Regions from separate parts of the Macaca mulatta genome. Here regions 1 and 2 are each linked to region 3. The links are chromatin contacts, called in public Hi-C maps. All regions are on one chromosome and are shown on one strand. The core of a region is the stretch at or near the end of the contact, and the rest is flanking DNA. Distances in the headings are between cores, read along the strand shown.

Region 1 (3,792 bases), core at 654-3,153, 89 kb after region 3:
TCCGTAACTTGAAAACAACTGTCATTCGAAAGTGTTATGTCCAGTGGTCTCAGGGCATACTATCCTTTCTCTTTTATTTTATTTTTTGAGACAGAGTCTCTGTCGCCCAGGTTGGAGTGCAGTGGCTCAAGCGATTCAAGGGATTCTCTTACCTCAGCCTCCCGAGTAGCTGGGATTACAGGCGCCCGCCACCACGCCCAGCTAATTTTTGCATTTTTAGTAGAGACCAGGTTTCACTATGTTGGCCAGGCTGGTCTTGAACTCCTGACCAACCACAGGTGATTCACCCGCCTCAGCCTCCCAAAGTGCTGGGATTACAAGTGTGAGCCACCGCGCCCGGCCTCCTTTGTCTCTTAAAGGCATTCTCCAAAATACTCATCTTCCGGTTTGAAGAGCAGCAGGGATTAAATGTGTATTATTATATATGCAGCAATTTGCCACTCCCTTTGCCCTGCCCCAGTTACTGCAATAGAAAATGTCTGGGAATAGCCGGGCGCGGTGGCTCAAGCCTGTAATCCCAGCACTTTGGGAGGCCGAGACGGGCGGATCACGAGGTCAGGAGATCGAGACCATCCTGGCTAACACGGTGAAACCCCGTCTCTACTAAAAAATACAAAAAAAAAACTAGCCGGGCGAGGTGGCGGGCGCCTGTAGTCCCGGCTACTCGGGAGCCTGAGGCAGGAGAATGGCGGGAACCCGGGAGGCGGAGCTTGCAGTGAGCTGAGATCCGGCCACAGCACTCCAGCCTGGGTGACAGAGCGAGACTCCGTCTCAAAAAAAAAAAAAAAAAAAAGGAAATGTCTGGGAATAAATACATCTGTGGTAAATTCAATCTTCCTAGTTAAGATTATGAAGGAAACAAAAAAAGGACACTTCCATTCCAGAGAGAAAGGTGTTTGTTTCCCAAAAGGTTAGACATTGATTCAGAACAAAGGGAACCTGACGGAACCGGTATTAAAGAAAATCAACTCTGAATGTGAGGTATTAGAAAGCCATTTGTTTCCTAGGGAAAAGTAAGGAGGAAAGAGCGGGTGGGAGACACGGGCTTTACTGCATAACCTTGGTTATGTCACCTAAACTTCTTGGAACTCCTGAGTGTAAGAGTTGGGACCAAGGATCGCAAAGGTTCTTTCATTCCTAAAATTCTATGGTTCCACGATTATGTGAGTTGAAACAGGCCATTCTGTTGATTTCCTAATCTCCAAGAGGAAGGAAACTGATCTTTGGGGGTTAAACCGACTAATTTAATGGAGAATCACCAATGTGGAGGTGGGCGAACTTCACAATTACGGGGTTTTGGACAGTAGAGGTGCTCTTGAAAAATTTCCAAGAGAACCTTTCCCCCATCCTTTAACCTGGCGTTACAATTCTCTTCACTCTTTGGGATAGGGGAGCGGGCAGAATCTATTTTAGATTGAGGTAGTTCATTTGACTGAGCATTTCCCCTTTCCGTATTTTTGGACCCTTAACGACTAAATGCCGAGAAACAGATCCTTAATTACGGTTCCGGGATCTCGAAAGGCCTGTAAAATCCTGCTTCCGCATCTTAATCCTTTCTTCGGGTATTGGGATATTTTTTAAAATGTGTATTTCTGGCGGAGGGGGCATGGAGTGAGGTTCAGAATAGCAGCGCGGGACTGATGGATGCTTCTTTCGCGGGAGGCTTGGCTTGTGGGACTCCGGGTCGGGGCCGCACGGGCTGCCAGGCGGACTCCGGGAGACAAGGGCGCGGCTGCGGACTGGCGGGCGGACCCCGGGGAGGGGCTTCACGGAGGAGCAGCGGCCAGAGCGGAGCGGAGCCGCCCGGGCTGGGCGTGCAGCGCTGCCGGGCGGGCGGTGGCGCTGCGGAGGCGGTGGCCGAGGCCGGCGGGCGCGGAGGAGGGGCCCGAGGCTGGGGCGGCTGGTAGCAGCTGCCTCAGTGACGACTGCCGGCATCTCGGCGACCTGAGGAGATCAAGCCGTGGGCCCCGTCGTCGCCGCCACTCCCGCCTGTCTTCCTTCTCCGCTCCCGGCCGGGGCGTCAGGAATGGGCCCCAACCGCCGTGGGCCCCGCACCCTGCGTCGCCCGTAGGCCCCAGCAGCCGGAGGCCAACCGGCCTCCCACTACCCCTCGCCCTAGCTAAGCCGTCCCCACCCCAAATCCCCGGGAAGGAAGATGAGGGAGACAGGCCCGGCGCTTAGCAGCCAGAGCAGCAGCAGCAGCAGTAGCAGCAGCAGCGGCAGCGGTCGCGGGAGGGTGTTTCGCCGTTTCCTCTCAGCCGCCAGGACAAGATGGCAGCGGCCGCGGAGAGGGGCTGAGCCCGGGCTGGGTGGTGCCGCCTGCTGAAGCGCCTGGCTCCCAGTCCCCGGCACGGCTCTGCGCCCCACCCCGGACATGCTCAGGGCTGCGGCCGCCCGAAGAGGAGAGAGCGCAGGCCTCTAGGAAGGTAAGGGAGTCGAGCGAGGGGCGCCGCCACCCCGGGGTGTGGGGATCGGCTCCGTCCGCGGGCTCCACGGCCAGCGAACCCCAAGCCTGACCCGGGTCTGGCCCGACCCCTCCGGAGCGGCCTGCACTCGTTGCGCGTCCCGTGCCCCATCCGCATCCCCAGTGCTCTCGTGCTCCCAGTTTCCGCCCTAGCCCCCGTGGTGTGGCCCGGTATGGGCCGCTCCCTCGAAGCCGGCGCCACGCCAGGCCCTGGGCCGCCGGACGCGGGGGCCGCAGCCTCCGGGAAGCCGCGCCTGGCCGGGGCTCGGGGGCCTGGGCCTCCCCCTCCCCCTGCCAAGGTTGCGCAACGGCTCTTCCCAGCAACCGAAGTTTTGTTTAGTCCCACGGGGAGCCTCTTCCCCCTCGGCAGCCCAAGGCCGTAACGACGGAGATCTCTTTCCTTTCATTAAGGGGAACAAACGCAAACACGCGCACGCACGCAGCTTGAGCACCCCAGCCGATGGCCCCGTCCCCGGCTTTGTGGCCCCGTCCCCAGCGTCGCGGAGCGGCGGGTTTGCAGGGTGTCAACTCTGGGGACGTGCGTGCGTGTGATTGTTGGGGTGGAGAAATGTGATCCGCGGCTCCGCGTCCCCAGCGGCGGCGGGAGGAAGGCGTGGCGGCCGCGCGGCGGGGCTGTTGCCGGCTTCTCTCGTTACGGTGGCGGCCGCTCGCTTCCCTTCGCCGCACTAGGAGAACTGGCAGAAAGACTTTGGAGGAGAATGTCTGTTTCTCTGTCGGGAGGGAGACGGCTGTTGTAAAATGGTATGTGGCTCTCGGGGAATCCTGTTGTTCCCCAGTCTCATCTCTGCTTGAGGAATTGCGCTGAAGAGTGTATGCGTAAATTACCCTGGACTTGTTACAGAGTAGTCGTAACACGTTCAGGCCTTTGAACCGTGTTTTCACAACCTCTTACTGCTCTGTTAGGGAATTTGTTTTTCCACCTGTCAGTTGGCTGCTTCTAATTATAATAAGGGGCTTCTATTAGCAACAGCAAAAAATTTCAGTTTATCGTCCAGTTTAGAGGGAAAGATCATAGTTGGTTCTATTGTCAACTTTGTTTTGATGTCTGTCTGGTACAGGGCCGGGAAAGTTAGCTGGCAAACCAGTCTGCGCGTGTGCTTTTGCGTACTTTCTAGTAGTTTGGAGATCTGCTGACGCTTTTTCCCTTTTTGCTGTTTTAGGTATTTGCTTTTAGCTGTAGCTTCTGAAGTGGGAGTACTTATATTCAAACCATTTCAGTTAATTTCAAAGTTTTGGTTGCTGGGCTCTTTAAAATTTTTAAAGAGGTTTCTTTTCTGATCAGATTTTTTGATGAAAAGTCTTGAGCC
Region 2 (4,059 bases), core at 876-3,375, 120 kb before region 3:
AACACCAGAAATTTGAACTGTGCAGGTCCACTTACACTAGGAATTTTTTTTTTTTTTAGGCATAGTCTCGCTCTGTGGCCCAGGCTGGAGTGCAGTGGTGCGATCTTGGCTCACTGCAAGCTCCGCCTCCCAGGTTCATGCCATTCTCCTGCCTCAGCCTCCTGGGTAGCTGGGACCACGGGCACCCGCCACCACGCCCGGCTAATTTTTTGTATTTTTAGTAGAGATGAGATTTAAATTTAAATTGAGGAGCATCAATTAAGAAAGTACAGAGACCACCCTGTAGCATAAAGAGTGGAATGGACTACAGCAAGCAGAGATGTGACAAGAGGGATCCCGTGTGTCCAGGAGCAGTAGCCGACCTCTAGAGTGGCTGCCACCTTTCTCCCTCCAAGTCCTATGTCCTTGCAGTGAACTCCCTTTACCTTAAGGTAATTTGAATTTCCAGTGCTTGCAGCCAAAGATCAAAATGGAATGTGTCTATATATAGTTTTTGAATATTGAAACAGTACATAACATTACAAGATTACAAGTGAAATATCCCAAATTAAATCAGTGATTTTGGTACTGTTGCAGTATCCTCTCCAGGTGAAACTTGAGTGTATTCATTCACTTGCTCCTAACCAAGTGAAAATTGGTCATATTAATTTTTTTTTTTTTTTGAGATGTAGTTTCACTCTGTTACCCAGGCTGGAGTGCAGGGGTGCAATCTCTGCTCACTGCAACCTCCACCTCCCAGGTTCAAGTGATTCTTCTGCCTCAGCCTCCCCAGGAGCTGGGATTACAGGTGCCTGCCACCATGCCCAGCTAATTTTTGTATTTTTAGTACAGACGGGGTTTCGCCATGTTGGCCAGGCTGGTCTTGAACCCCTGACCTCAGGTGATCCGCCCGCCTCGACCTCCCTAAGTGTCAGGATTACAGGCGTGAGCCATTAAGCCCGGCCATATTAATCTTTTAAGGAAGGTAAGGGAGGTGGTTCTAGCCTGCTTTCCCAGAGAAGCTTTTAAAACTTGTCTGGCATCACGCCCCAGAGTTTCGGATAATAGTTTTCCAACCCCTGCCCCTGAGATTGCAAGTTGTACTCACTGCTGAAAAACATTGGAGACTTTATGGTATGAGTCTAGACTCAGAAGAACTGCATGTTTTCTTTGCAGGTCTTAACAGTTCCATTTAGTTGAGTATCTTAAGGGTTTTTGGTGTTTTTTCCTCCAAAAAAGGGAATCTTCACCTGAGAACTGTTTTTGTCTTTTTCTTTTTTAAAGCAAAAAGACTTTAATATGCAAGTCAGTAAATGGTTTGAGGGTCTTGTATTGCACTCGGCCTTCAATACGTTAGCAATAACTACCCACATGTGATCTATTTAGCAGTGTTTGAAAACAGCAATTTCACTCCAACTGCTTTGTTGCTTTTTTTTTTTTTTTTTTTTTTGAGACGGAGTCTCGGTCTGTCTCCAGGATGGAGTGCAGTGGCGCTATCTCAGCTCACTGTATCCTCCGCCTCCTGGATTCAAGCGATTCTCCTGCCTCAGCCTCCCGAATAGCTGGGACTACAAGCGCGCGCCACCACGCCCAGCTAATTTTCGTATTTTTGGTAGAGACAGGGTTTCACCATGTTGGCCAGGATGGTCTCGATTTCTTGACCTCATGATCCGCCCGCTTCGGCCTCTCAAAGTGCTGGGATTACAGGCGTGAGCCGCTGCGCCCGGCCCAACTTTTTTAAAAACAGCCAAAATGAGAGAAGGGGAATAAACTTCGTGTAGCTACAAAGAGGATGGCATAATTAAATTTCAAAGAACGGACGGGGAAGGTTTCCGATGCAGTTCCTTCGTATTTCTTCTTTTGACTGACCCGCGCCTTCTCCGCCTCCCTTTCTCCTCCCGTCACCCATCCCAGGGACTGGGATGTGGCCGCGCCCTCCGCCTTTCCGTATGGAAACATGGCGCCTCCCTGCGTGGGGCGGGCTATCCCCAGCTTCGAGCCACAGCCCGCTGAGACTCATCGGCGGGCACTCGGCCGCTCCTCTTACGTTTCCGTACGGAAAAATGGCGCCTCGCTGCGTTGAGCGGGCCACTCTTGGCTCGGAGCCACTGCCCACGGAGCCCCCTCAGCGGTCATCGGCCACGCTTTCCACCGCTCCCTGAAGAAACATGGCGCCGCCCAGCTGCGAGTCACCGCTTACTGAACCCCTTCGGCAAGCAGGGGAAAGAACCGCCTGCCTTTCCGTACGAAGACATGGCGCTGCCCTATATTGGCGCCTCCCGGCCAAGAGCAGTCTCCTCCTTCCTGATGCTGAGAAGCGGCCGCTCTGACCGCTGCCCACCCGAGTCGGGCTGGGAGGACCGCCCGCCGCGTGGCGAGGGATGCGGCCTCGGAGGAGCAGAGGCTGAACCCCCCCAGCCTGCCGCGCATCCCTCCGGCTTCCGCCGCGGCGCCAGCCCGCGCCTGATTCGCGCGGCGGGAGCGGCAGGAGGAAGAACGCTGACTCCGCGGCAGGTGAGGAGAGCGGGAGCTGGGGCGGAGGCTGGCGGGGCCCGCCTGGGAGGCGCGCGGTCCAAGTCGCAGGCATCTCTTCGTCTCTTCCCGTCGGATCCCGTCCCGGGATGTCGGGGGCAGGCGAGGAAGAGGCGGGGTCCGCGGGCGGGTGGGGCTCACCCCTCAAGGCCGCCCTCTCGGCGCGCCCGCGTCCTCCCTGCTCCCGGCCCTGCCACTCCCTCGCTGGCCAGAACAGCTGTTTACAACGGAATCCGGACGCCGGGCGCGAGTGGAGCTCAGTGCCAGAGGAGGTGATTCCCGGCGCCGGGGACAGAGCCCCTTTCTTTTGCTGAAAGACCCTTTCTGCTGGGGAGCCTCTTGTGTCCAGCCTAGGCCCGCGTGCAGCCCCGACGGATGACCGTCTTCTTGGCAAGTGCGAGAATCCTCCTCCCCTCGGCTCTCTTTTTAGACACAGTGGGGGTTGAATGGATGCGCGCGATATAAGCAAATTAAATGGTTCCTGGCCACATCCTAGAGCCCTTTAATTAGAGTTCCCATTTGTAGAAGGCCTGCTGTGTGCCAGCCTCTGCCGTGCACGATCCCTCGTTTCATGTCTCCCCCAAACCAAGCAGGTAGGTAGCTGTATTTTACAGAGGAGGAAACTGAAGTTACTCAGCTAGTAAAGAGCCAGAATTGGGGCCCAGGTGTGTGTGAAACCAACGCCCACCCCTCCCACATACAATGACATCACAGAGATGACGTAGGGATTCATCTCTATCAACAGATACTTGTGGGTGTCTATTTGGGGGATATACGGATGGAGCATAAGTGGGGAATATGACTTTTCCTGGCTCGTAAGAAGTTCGAAATCTAGGTGGAGAATTTTAAAATAAAAACTAGCACTTTTACCATCTGGCCCCAACGCATCTTTCCATTATCACTAGCCACTTCCTTTTCTGATTTTCTTGTGCCTTGGCTTCTGTCCTCTGAGTGAAATGCCCTTCTTTTCACCTCCTCTCCCCCTCCAGACATGTTTTAACTAGGTGAAATCCTACTCCTTTTAAAGATCAGTGTAAATGTCATCTTTTCTGGGAAGGTTTTCTCAATCTCCTTCCAGGCGGAGTTAGTTTCTTCCTCTGCTATATTCCCTGGGCAATTTCATAATGCCACTAAGGCTTAAGTTTCATTATGGCTCCTTGTAAGCCTGTCTGCCTCCCCCTCTAGACTATGTATTTGCATCTTTCTATTTAAATAAGCACACTTTGAATTGAATTTAAGGCAGTGACAAATGCTAAATGTCGACTAGCCTGCCCTGCAGGAGTTGAGAAAGGTGCAATCACTGGTGAGGTCTGGGAAGTGTCCTGGGAAGAGATAGGACCTGAACTCAATCATAAAAGGATGGGGTTAGTTTACTAAGCTGATTAGAGACCTAGAAATCCTGCCTTTCCTCCTCACCGCACAGAATGAATTACTTCATCCCTCCTGGGCTCCTTCTCAGCGTGTGAAGAGGATAAAATTAGAAGCGTTTTGTTTGTCCTTTCTCATAGAATATGCTGGTAATGTTATCCTTTGGATCTTGGAGCATTT
Region 3 (4,047 bases), core at 1,431-3,930:
TCAGCGGGGCATGGTGGCGAGCGCCTGTGATCCCAGCTACTCGGGAGGCTGAGGCAGGAGAATCGCTCCAAACGGGAGGCGGAGGCTGCAGTAAGGCGAGATCGCGCCACTGCACTCCAATCTGGCCGACAGAGCTTGAGGTTCCGTTTCAAAAAAAAAAAAAAATTTGGCCGGGCGTGGTGGCTCAAGCCTGTAATCCTAGCACTTTGGGAGGCCGAGACGGGCGGATCACGAGGTCAGGAGATCGAGACCATCCTGGCTAAAACGGTGAAACCCCGTCTCTACTAAAAAATACAAAAAACTAGCCGGGTGAGGCGGCGGGCGCCTGTAGTCCCAGCTACTCGGGAGGCTGAGGCAGGAGAATGGCCTGAACCCGGGAGGCGGAGCTTGCAGTGAGCTGAGATCCGGCCACTGCGCTCCAGCCTGGGAGACAGAGCAAGACTCTGTCTCAAAAAAAAAAAAAAAAAAAAAAAAAAAAAATTAGCTGGACATGGTGGCGCGCGCCTGTACTCCCAGCTACTCAGGAGGCTGAGGCAGGAGGCTGAGGTGGGAGGATCACAGAGCGCAGGGAGGTCGAAGCTACAGTAAGCTGTGAAGGCGTCACAGCACTCTAGCTTTAGTGACAGAGACCCTGTTCTCAATTAATCAGCATGGGGAGATAAAGCAAGTATGGCAAGGCTTTCAACTGTTGATTCCAGGTGAAGAGTTGTCCTACAGGTGTTCACTGCACTTTTATTTGAACTTTTCTCTATGTTCTAAACTTTGCACAATAAAACCCTTGGGGGAAATTATTTTTCGACAATTTTGACCACCATCTGTCTGTCCCATTGAAACACCACAGTTCTAAAACATTCAAGAGGTCATGGTAACATTTCTGTGTCTTTGTAATTTTAGATAAATTCTAAGATTAACGATGAATTTCGGAAACTTTCTTTTTTTTTTTTGAGACGGAGTCTCGCTCTGTCGCCCAGGCTGAAGTGCAGTGGCCGGATCTCAGCTCTCACTGCAAGCTCCGCCTCCCGGGTTCACGCCATTCTCCTGCCTCAGCCTCCCGAGTAGCTGGGACTACAGGCGCCCGCCACCTCGCCCGGCTAGTTTTTTGTATTTTTTTTTAGTAGAGACGGGGTTTCACCGTGTTAGCCAGGATAGTCTCGATCTCCTGACCTCGTGATCCACCCGTCTCGGCCTCCCAAAGTGCTGGGATTACAGGCTTGAGCCACCGCGCCCGGCCCAAATTTCGGAAACTTTCAATGAAACCTCAGTTAATTAATCCTTCACTTTCAGATGACAAATACTAGATCAGAAAAGAGGTAAACAGTTTTGATACGGTAATTTTAAGACTTCGCATGCTCGGGCATGCTAACAGTATGTAAAATGTAAATAGTGCGAAGATTTCTGGACTGAAACCAGTCCTCGAGCAAACACAAAACAATTTAGTCAAACTGCCGACAAAATGAAATCTACAGTCTTACAGACTATGCAGTAGAACACTCCTATTTTGCCTCATCTCTGTCAACCTTCAATAACATCTTCCACGTTATAAGCTAGGGAACCTGAAAAATGAAAATCTAAGTGCATGTCGTTGCTATGGCAATGGGAAATTTCAGGAAATTGAGACTGCAGGCTACCTAGCCTCCATTTTAGAAACTGTATTTATCTAAACACACCAGGACTTAGATCGAAAAACAAATTTAATGGCATCTTTCAAAACTATTTTGTTTCCTCTCTCACACTAAAAGGTACTCTCCTACAAAATTCTGAATACAAAGGGGAAAAAAAACAAACCACACTGATCTAACCTAAAAGTCTGAATTTTTAAATATTTAGTTGTCACCCATATTTACTACTAAAACATGCTTTTATTTACAGTGGCCAAAACAGACTTCTCATTTTCAACTTATAATATACCTGCAATGTTTATGTAGCTGGAAAAACGAAAATGAAATGTGACTAAAAGGAAGAAAAGGAAGAAAACGAAAAAAAGCCACAATATTCCCAAAACCACAGCATAACTTGCTTCTTTCTTCACTCGCTCTCTTAAATCTTAATTCTCCAGATTAGCTTTGTCTCAAATATTTCTCAAACTAGTAACCTATTTCTGGGTACACTACATTTGGCTGGGTGAAAGAAACACTGTCAAGTTTTTCTAAAACGGCGGGTGCGCGTTAAAATAATTCCTATCCACTCTAACACCAAAGCGATATCAAAGGAAAGCATCCCATCTGGAGTAGTCCCATGAATCTAAATAGGACGAAGCAGCCTACCGGCTATTGTCTAAATCAAGTATTTACTCGTATTCGTGCCTAAGACAGGGAAGTAAAAAAAAATTAAATTTTAATCAGATCTTGCTCCCCATTCCCACCACTCTTGTATATACCCTGTCCCCCGGGTTCACTAGACCCAATTCCTTCCTCAGGCGAACATGTCTGGAGCAGTCGGAGGAACAGACGTGGAGAAGAGGTCGCCACGAGGCCCCACCACTCTCCTTCCTCACCTGCTCCGTGGCTCCGTCTCCTGACATGGCCTCAGCTGATTACAACGTGCGCACTGACCGTCGATGGGAAGCTAGAAAAGAAAAATTAAACTAAAAACCACCCCCAAATCAGTAAAGTTACCCCCTGCCCAGCTGAGCCAGACCGCCAACACCAATCGCCACCGCCCACTCAGATATGAATTAAAATGGCTGCGCCCCTGCCGGCCGAGGAGGGGGGGTGTGTGGCTTCCGCATTAACTTCCGGGGCAGTGGGCGGGGCTAATTTCGGCGACTCGTTGGTTATTCCGAACGTGCAGAAGGCAGCGAGATCCCGGGGCGGGCCCAATTCCTGGGCTGACGTCACTACCCCGGCCTGGAGAGGCTGTTGCTGAGCCGGCTCTAACCGGCTGGAAGGCGGGAATCTGTTTCGCCTGGAGGCTCGCGCGCTTTTTGGAATTCAGTTAAAAAGCTTTAGAGCCTGGCTTCTCACGGTTGAAGCCTGATTGCTAGTCAGCAATGCTAAGCGTTAAATGCCTCCTATATTTAGGGGATAAGGAATCCGTGAAGGTTTTCTCTGGTCTCAGTTCCTGCTTTTTACTTTTCTTGGGGGTGGGAGGGATAGATCAAGCCCACGTTAATTTTTACTGCCGCCGTCTACTCTTATGTAGAAAGCTTTGAAGTCTGTGAGACCTGGATTTTCAGCTCAAAATCTCAGCATGGTTCCTTGACTGCAAAGTGGATATGATTGTTTGGAGCCCAGACTGCTTGGATTTTAACTAAGATAAGTAACTCTGGGCAATTAAACTTTGTACCTCAGCTTTCTGGCCTATAGGTGGGAATAATAGTACCTGCAACTGAAATAAATCATACATAGAAAGGTGTTAGGAACAGTATCTGGCATTAAGATTAAATGAGATTGACCGGGCGTGGTGACCCACGCCTGTAATCCCAGCACTTTGGGTGGCCAAGACGAATGGATCAGGAGTTCTAGGCCGGGCGTGGTGGCTCACGCCGGTAATCGCAGCACTTTGGGAGGCCGGGGCGGGCGGATCATGAGGTAAGGAGATTGAGACCATCCTGGCTAACACCGTGAAACCCCGTCTTTACTAAAAATACAGTGAGCCGAGATCATGCCACTGCACTCCAACCCGGGCAACAGAGCGAGACTCCCTATCAAAAAAAAAAAAAAAATTAAATGAGCTAAGTCTTCTGAAACTGCTCTTCCATTTAAGCGTCATTGTAAGATGTCTGCAAGCATTTCTCGCCTACAGGGGTTCGATGCCCCAGAGTAACCTGTTGAACTGTTCCCAGACTCGCCTTATTCTTTTAGATCTCCTTTCCTCTGCTCAAACTTACACTTACTCCCTTTCCACAGGCTGAAATCTTACCCTTAAAATAATCAGACACATGGGCAAAAGATGTGTATTAACAGATGTTCATTGCCCCATCCAGCAATGGAGGACTAGTTAAAAATATCACAAGATTTATCTCTGCAATAGAATGTCACGCAGCAAACCGATGCTAATGTACGATGACTGACATAGAAAGGCAACCACCGTATTAAATAAAGAAAA

Evidence for each region. Hi-C and Micro-C count contacts between places; a contact is called where the count stands out from the background.
Region 1: a Hi-C map of fetal cortex germinal zone shows a contact between it and region 3, with 2.3 times the contacts expected there. The contact joins the promoter of HIPK3 here to the promoter of CSTF3 in region 3. A contact is called at or near these places in 4 of 14 Hi-C or Micro-C datasets (cortical neurons, fetal cortex germinal zone, fetal cortical plate and 1 more).
Region 2: a Hi-C map of fetal cortex germinal zone shows a contact between it and region 3, with 2.2 times the contacts expected there. The contact joins the promoter of TCP11L1 here to the promoter of CSTF3 in region 3. A contact is called at or near these places in 2 of 14 Hi-C or Micro-C datasets (fetal cortex germinal zone and liver).

What each region holds. Positions count from the first base shown.
Region 1 is chr14:32,026,103-32,029,894 of T2T-MMU8v2.0, reverse strand. HIPK3 (homeodomain interacting protein kinase 3) reads left to right here and starts at 1,903. Exons shown (of 15, transcript XM_077963109.1): 1 at 1,903-2,426.
Region 2 is chr14:32,237,586-32,241,644 of T2T-MMU8v2.0, reverse strand. TCP11L1 (t-complex 11 like 1) reads left to right here and starts at 2,125. Exons shown (of 10, transcript NM_001194784.2): 1 at 2,125-2,493.
Region 3 is chr14:32,115,988-32,120,034 of T2T-MMU8v2.0, reverse strand. It overlaps CSTF3 (cleavage stimulation factor subunit 3), which reads right to left and starts at 2,680. Exons shown (of 21, transcript NM_001257622.1): 1 at 2,495-2,680. The coding sequence starts at 2,521.